Linked DNA regions of Sus scrofa: region 2 is linked to region 1. The links are chromatin contacts, called in public targeted proximity ligation maps. All regions are on one chromosome and are shown on one strand. The core of a region is the stretch at or near the end of the contact, and the rest is flanking DNA. Distances in the headings are between cores, read along the strand shown.

Region 1 (4,065 bases), core at 635-3,134:
TTGCCCACGATAACTGCTTAAAATGCAGTGCCTTGCCCTAGTTAATACCTGCCTTCCTGGAGTTCCCCTCGTGGTGCAGGGGAAACGAATCCAATGAGGAACCATGAGCTTGTGGGTTTGATCTCTGGCCTTGCTCAGTGGGTTAAGGATCTGGCATTGCCGTGAGCTGTGGTGTAGGTCTCAGATGTGGCTAGGATCTGGTGTTGCCGTGGTTCTGGCATAGGCTGGCAGCAACAGCTCCAATTCGACCACTAGCCTGGGAACCTCCATATACCGCGGGTACAGCCCTAAAAAAGACAAAAAGACAAACAAACAAACAAACCTGCCTTCCTGCTTTTTCAAGGCCCAGCTGAAGGCCTGTGGGATTTATAACTGTGGTCCAGCCAGCAAGAGGGAGACATGGGATGGAGATTTCCACTGTCAGGCTCCCTTCTTGGAACTCCTGTTACACTAGTTGCCTGTGTACTTAGCAGCTACCATTGTTTTCTAAGCTTCCCTTAGAGTTTGTGGTGTCTTCCTAACAAGAAGTCGGCAGGGACCGACTCTCCTAATCAGTCCCGTTAGTGGCAGGTGTCCTGTGTGGTCAAAGCTCACCCAGTCACCTCTTCTCACTGGCCTTCAGGTTTCCCCTCTGCAAAGTGAGGGAGCTTTGCTCTGGTTGCCTCCAAAGGAAGCTTCAGCTTGAAAATGTGTTGGCCCTTGGCCTGTTTTTTAGGCCTGGGAGCTAAGAATTGTTTTTGTATTTGTGAAGGGTTGTTTAAAAAAAAAAGAGAGAAAGAACATGTGACACGTATGCTAGGCCCTGAGAACAGCATAAAAGGGGATGGAGGAAGGCCTTCTAAGCAGATAGGTTTCTTTTGTAAAGTCTTTCCTTCCCTGAGGCTGTTAAAAAAAAGAAGAAAAGAAATTTAAATTGAAATACACGCAAGAGAAGTATTGAGTTGATCGTTTTCATATTAGGCTTTGGTTTAAATGAGACCACTGGTGTGAGGGTGTTTAGTTTACTGTCATGTTAGTATATAGGACAGTGCATATTTAGCTCTGTAGTTTATATTCCCCTAGAATAATGTATTTGGAACTACATTTTTTTTTCCCTTCCTCCCTAACTCACGAAAAAGAAAAAAAAAAAAAAAATCATGGCTAAGGATAGTTCCATGTTTATTTAGAGTTTCACAGTGTTTTGGCAAGTACCAGCATTTGCATATTGTATCTTTGGTGCCCAAATGCCAGATGTTTTCCTAGATAATTGCTTTGTGCTTTATATTAGGAATTTTGAAAATACACAAATCTCAGAGTCACATTCCGGGAAAAAATGTAAGCAACAGCTACAGTTCATACTTTGAAAATAAACATTTCTGTAATCTATTGCATTTCTTGGAAGAGTTTTTCCTTTTGATGAATGCATTCAGCACTGGAAATGTGTGACGTCATCATCCAGTGAATGACTGTGAATCACTGTCAGTGCCGAGGAGCTCTGGAGGGGCTATTGTTATCCCTGTGTATATAATCCTACCTTTTTCTTTTTTCTTCCTTGTCTAAAACCTTGGGAAGAAGACTGGGAAAGCAGAAGTTAATAAAAATGACAGAGTATAGAGCAAAATGAGACTTGTTTCTAGGATGGAAGGTACCAAGGTACAGGTTTGCCTTTGGGGTTTGTTTTGTTTTGTTTTGTTTTTTGCTTTTTAGGGCTGCACCAGTGGCCTATGGAAGTTCCCAGGTTAGGAGTCAAATCGGAGCTGTAGCTGCTGGCCTATACCACAGCCACAGCAACTCAGGATCCTTAACCCACTGGGCGTGAGGCCAGGGATCGAACCTGTGTCCTCATGGATGCTAGTCAGATGCGTTTCCGCTGAGTCATGAAGGGAACTCCCAGGTTTGCCTTTTGGAATGTCACTACTGCCCAGACAGAGTAAGGAAGTGAGAGAAACTTTCCCAGGGGGTAAATACCTTGTTAGCTATGCTGATTAAAAAGCCATGTGATTTAGTCCAGTGGTATTTAGTTTTGAAGTGTATCATGATATATTTGTTAGCAGTTATCTCTGTCAGTATTTTTCTTTTTCTTTTCTTTTTTTTTTTTTTTTGTCTTTTTCTAAGGCCGCATATGGAGATTCCCAGGCTAGGGGTCTGATTGGAGCTGTAGCCACTGGCCTACATCACACCCACAGCAACATGGGATCTGAACCACGTCTGCGAACTACCCCCCGGCTCATGGCAATACCGGATCCTCAACCCACTGAGCCAGGCCAGGGATCGAACCCACAACCTCATGGTTCCTAGTCGGATTCGTTAACCACTGAGCCACGACGGGAACTCCAGATTTATCAGTGTTTTTCCTGACCTGATGCTCCGTTGTGTTCTGTGGTCCCTGAGAGATGAGCTCACACAGAAGCCGCCCAGAGAGCAGATGGCCAGTCCCGATGTAGAAGTGTCCACGTTGTTCGGCTCTGGCATTTCTGCTTGTTCTTTGGGTCGCCTCAGGTACCTTATTGTGGAACACCCCGTGCTCTTTAGGCCTCCGAGAGAATTGATTGCAGAAGCTCAGCAGTTTAGCCCTAGAGTCACGAGGAGAGGGTGGGACACAGTCCTAAAAGTAATCACGCGCTGCTATTGGGGGACTTTCACGAAAAAAACTGAAGAAATGTCATCTTCTGTATCCTTCCCAGATAACTTGTCCAGTATTAAGACTCACTATTTTAGCCTAATCTTCCTGAGTTACATAAATCTTGTTTTTTCCTCAGTGCCACAGTGCAGTAGAACTATCACAGGAACCATGTAGGTATTTTAAAATTTTCTGGTGGCTGCATTAAAATTTAAGAAGTAGTAGGAGAATTTGAGATTTTTTTTTTCCTTTTTTTTTAGGGTCACACCCACGGCCTATGGAGGTTCCCAGGCTAGGGGTCCAATTGGAGCTGTAGCCCCTGGCCTACACCACAGCCACAGCAACACCAGATCTGAGCCATGTCTGCGACTTAAACGCAGTCCACGGCAATGTCAGATCCATAACCCACTGAGCTGAGCCAGGGATCGACCTGTGGCCTCCTGGATACTAGTTGGGTTCATTACTGCTGAGCCTCAATGGGAACGCCTAATTTGAGATATTTTACATTTTTTATTGAACCAAATCTTTTATACCTCACAGCATATCTCAATTCAGATGCTGAACTTTCACTGGAAATACTTGATTTGTATTTAGAGTTCATAAAATTTTCAGTTGAAAAAAGTGATTTACCTACCAAATATTGTTTTATGTTGTTTTAATGGTACTATAATTGACTTACAGTATTATATTACTTTCAGGTTACAAACCCAAGTTGTTTTAAACATGCTTAAATGTTTTCCAGTAACTGAGTTATCACTTTTACATTAATTAAAATCAAAGTTAAAAATTTAGTCCCTCAATTGTTCATATTTCAAGTGTTCACATATGGTCAGTGGCTACCACATCAGATGGTGCAGCTCGGGACCTGGGCCTCATTATCCAAAAAAAAGCAATTATTTTCTAAGATACCGAGTTTCCTGCAGGCATATCCTTGAGTTAATGCTTCAGAGTGTGCTCCTGGTAGCTCTTAGTTGGGGAGTGTGAATTGTGTGGCTTTGCTTCTGGCAAGACCCTTCATTATTAATTTTAAAACACAATTTAAAAAAATCTATTAATGGAAAATCTGAAAAAAATATGTATATAACTGAATTCTGAATTACTTTGTTGTACACCTGAAACTAAAATAGTACGGTAAATCAACTATACTTCAGTTAAAAAGAAAAAAAAAAGTGTTCTCTTTTGCTAACAAAAGAAACTATTTATTATTCTTTCTGGAATGTTTGAGGATTGTAATATCTTGTCCCACTGAGGTCTCACCTTAGAATGTATGTGCTTTACCTTAATACTGAACCGAGGTTTTACTGTTAAAAGTGGAATTTAAGACAGTGATTAAAAGCGAAATAAAGTAGTCTGATATTAAAACATTATGCAAAAGGCCAAAACCAAAAAACCTTGGTGCAAACCTGAAAGATCACAAGTGAGCCAGATGAGTCCGAATGGAAACCAGATGGGATTTCATCTCTTTG
Region 2 (4,065 bases), core at 476-2,975, 730 kb after region 1:
ACTGGCCTACAACACAGCCACAGCAACACCAGATCTGAGCCGCATCTGCAACCTACACCACAGCTCACGGCAACACCGGATCCTTAACCAACCGAGCAAGGCCAGGGATCGAACCTGTATCCTCATGGATGCTAGCCAGATTTGTTTCTGCTGAGCCTTGACGGGAACTCTGCATCTCAGTTTTGACAAAATGCACTCTAGGCATTTAAGGCATTAATGGGAAAACAGGGTGAGGAGTAAATGGGGACTTTCTGTCCCCACCCCCATCTAAATCTAAAATTATCCCCTAACTTAAAAATGGATTAAAAACAAATTTTCTCGGGCCTCTGTTGGGCAGCCATTTAAGAATCACTGGGCCTCTAAGAGCGCAGCAGTTTCTCTACATGACAGATGGTACTAAGTTCATTTTAGTAAAGGGGCCATGGTTTCTAATCTTCACCTCAAGGGCCTTTCTCGTTTCCATAAACAGACACCAAACAACCAACCAACAGTATACTCCCCGGGGATCCTTAAAGGCAACCAGTCCCGTTTAGGAGCGACACCCACTTCACGCATGTTTTCCCCTGGGTATCACAGCCGGTGTCACTGGTTTGCCTTCTAGACAATTTGCATTTTCCACAGTATCTCTACCTTAGCTAACCTTACTGATGAAAATACAGAGCTACCAGAAAATCAGGATATCTAATAAGAAGTTGGGCTAGGAGTCAAACACCTCTATTTATTTTAAATTTGTTTTTAAGTGGCCTCAATACTTATCACTGAAATTGTTTTCTATAAAAAGAACATCTGTGTTTGGTGGTTGTCATAACCCCAATTCTTCTGTACTCAGATGTTGGGACAGGTCTGTTGGAAAAAGCAGTTGATGGGCTATGGTCCTTGCTTTTTAACTGTCCAGTAGGGACACCTTTTAAAATTATCGTTTGCTTTTATTTCTTGAGTGCCTATTCGGTACTAGGCACTGGGCAGAGCACTTGCTCTCTCTCATTTAAAGATGAGGAAAGTACAGTGGCCTAAGACTGCTCATCTAGTAAGTACAAGAGTGAGAGAAACCCTTCCATGGGCTCCAGAGCGTGAGCCACTGCTCCACTTACCAGCTATGTGACCTTGAGCATAAACAAGGATGGAGGTGGGGTGACGATGAGGATGGGGACAGGGATGAAGACGGAGATGGGAATGAAGATGGGGATGGGAAGGGGAGGAAGATGGGGATGAGGATGAAGATGGCGACAGAAACGGGATGAAGATGGGGGTGAAGATGGAGTTGGGGATGAAGATGGGGATGAGAATGGGGTTAGGGATGAAGATGAGAATGGGGATAGGGATAAGAATGGGGGTGGGGATGGGGATGGCTACATGGCCTCCACCCTGGAGAAGCTGGAAGACTTAGAAGGATTTATCTCCTAAGAGCTCTGCACTGTGGCCATTCAACAGTAAACACAGCAAAAGCCCTTACTGTCTCCCCCAGGGAAGGGTCTTTTAAGTTGACCAAGAATCTAACTACCCAAGACATTTTCTCCTTCCTTTGGGGAGATAATGAGACATTACTAGGAAAAGTATCCATCACATTTTCAGTTTTTCTGGAGACATTCATTTCCATAACCCTCCCATTTTTAGCTGGCATTTTTACAGTGTTTCAAGGACATTTTATAGAGAGAGACAGAGACGGATATCTGTGCAAGACCAAGCTGGCGTTAAATTGTGACATCACCAGGAATGACTCATGGTACACAGTTAGAAAAATAGTCACGGGAGGAAGAAGAATCAAAAAACAACAAAAAACCAGATGCCCTTACTCAAATACAGAGCTGTCATTCTGATCCCCCCAGATCAGGATCTCGGTGATGGATCGAATGGTCTCCACCAGCAGGTTCCGGTTCTGCTCTGTGACAGTGGTGTTTTTGGTCAAAACATGGTACAGATACCTGAGAGAAAGGAAAGAAAAGAGAGTTCAAGGTTACCAACTGAAATGGAAGCCAGGCTCAGTGACCACTTGTGACATGTGGGGGACAATTAGGCTGTGCTTTTTTCAGATTTGGTTGTGAGCACAATTCCCACTCAGGAGACATGACTCATCACCCAAGGGAAAACAGCAGCCGATGCCTTGAAGGGTTAAATAGCCAGGGACACGTGACTCAAACTGAAGCAAGATCTTCAGCTTTTCAAGACAGCCATCCTCAGACTGAGAGCTGGACAAATGGGCTGCAGACCCCCGGAGACTCAGACCCGGCAGAACTAAGGGTAGACCAGGCACCGCCGGCCTTCTCCACACTCTCGCAGGCGATTCCCGCGTCGGGGAGCAGGTGGAGGTGCAGGGCTCAGCCCAGGAGCCTGACGCACAACCGGGCAGATACAGGGATGACAGGTGGAGTCAGAGACCCGGGATGGGGGTCCCGGAGCTGAGGGCAAAATCATGTGCACTCGTGCTCACCTTTGAATGGCCCATAACCCCCCGTGATGTGCAGAATGCCCATCAGGACTGAGGGCTCAAATGACACAGGTGGCGCCAAACTTATTTGCTGAGCACAGACTAATGCAAAATGGGTTTGGGAGGCAAGGGCTACGTCCCTCACCCACCCAAACATGCCTGGAAGGCCTCGCTGCTTCAGATCTGTGCCAGCTGCTGGAGCAGAGACAAAGGCCTGGCCCAGCCCTCAAGGCCCTCTGCCACTGGTGAGGCCACCGCAGGAATCACAGAGGCCAGTCCTGAGTGGTGTGGGACTAGCTAACTAGCCAGTGCCCACAGGGTGCCAACTGGCGCAGCTTTTAAGAGACAATGTCTCCAGACTAAGGCGACTTCAGCTGTCATGGCATGGGAAGGAAAAGGGGACAGCAAGAGGGACTGACTCAGCAACAGTCACCTCCTGACTTCTGGTCACTTCAGTTGGGGGGTGAGGGCTGGTGACGGCAAGGTAGGGAAAGGTTAGATAGGTCGCAAATCTCTAAAAATGGGTAGGACGTGTAGAGGTGGAACCTTGCAAATGGAACAACAGGGAACGATCTGCTGCTTTCGGGGGCTGGGTTTTATTTATTAGTATTTTCGATCTTCGTTATACTTTAAAGATATGGTATAATTCGTCACTGAATCATTTAATTAATCTAATTAAAAACTGCATCAACTCTGTTTTTGTTTTTTGGGTTTTTGGGGGGTTTTGTTTTTGTTTTTTTGCTTGTTAGGGCTGCACCCGTAGCATATGGAAGTTCCCAGGCTAGGGGTGGAATCAGAGCTGCAGCCGGCCTACACCACAGGCACAGCAATGCCAGATCCGAGCCGAGTCTGTGACCTACATCACAGCTCATGGCAACGCCGGATCCTTAACCCACTGAGTGAGGCCAGGGATCAAACCCACAACCTCAAGGTTACTAGTTGGATTGTTTATGCTGCATCACAACAGGAACCCCACAACTGCATCAACTCTGAACATGCAATGCTAGTACAGCTCTCTCCAAACAGAGACGTCCAGCGCCTGTGCCCAGGTCCACCGGCAGAGCCGCTCGAGGGAGTGCAGCCAGCAGTGCTCTGTGATTAGGTCACCCCCGGCACTGACTGCCCTGGGATGACTCCAGGGGGATCCACTGGTGAATCTATGTCTCCACCTCACCTCACCTGCCTCTTCCCCAGAAGCCCCCAAGAGCAGACTTTTTCAAATTGTGATTCACAGGCCTCCTGCGTCAGAATCCCCTGCTGAAGCGACAGACTCTGGCTCCTCACTCCGGACCCCCATGGGCCCTGCACCCATCTAAGCCCCGCAAATCTTCAAATCTGCTGTTTGAAGGGGCTCCTGCTCTAGTTTCAGACCACGGCATCACTCACGCCATGGGCATCAGTGACCATGCAGTGCGTGGTATGTCCCACAGCCGCTGTGACAGGCGCTGTTGGTGGTGTGGGGAGAGGCAGAGTCTCCCCACTCTGCATTTCCTTCTGTGGAGAGAACAACCTCCATCAGCGCCCCAGACCACACTCCTGGCCCAGGGGGAGGCCTGCTCTGAAGACCCCCAAGAGGGACGGGAGAGTTTAAAATCTTCAGGAGCAGCCCTGACTTCTATTCACTGTGCTTTCTGCCCAGA

What was found.
Region 2: a targeted proximity ligation map of alveolar macrophages shows a contact between it and region 1. A contact is called at or near these places in 1 of 47 Hi-C or Micro-C datasets (subcutaneous adipose tissue) and 1 of 2 datasets of targeted methods (alveolar macrophages).

The regions. Positions count from the first base shown.
Region 1 is chr3:31,416,652-31,420,716 of Sscrofa11.1, forward strand. All of the region lies in intron 5 of TXNDC11 (thioredoxin domain-containing protein 11), which reads left to right. Among named protein-coding and RNA genes, the nearest start is that of SNN, 37 kb to the right of the region's middle.
Region 2 is chr3:32,143,411-32,147,475 of Sscrofa11.1, forward strand. CLEC16A (protein CLEC16A) reads right to left here. Exons shown (of 25, transcript XM_021086617.1): 2 at 1,794-1,922. Among named protein-coding and RNA genes, the nearest start is that of CLEC16A, 13 kb to the right of the region's middle.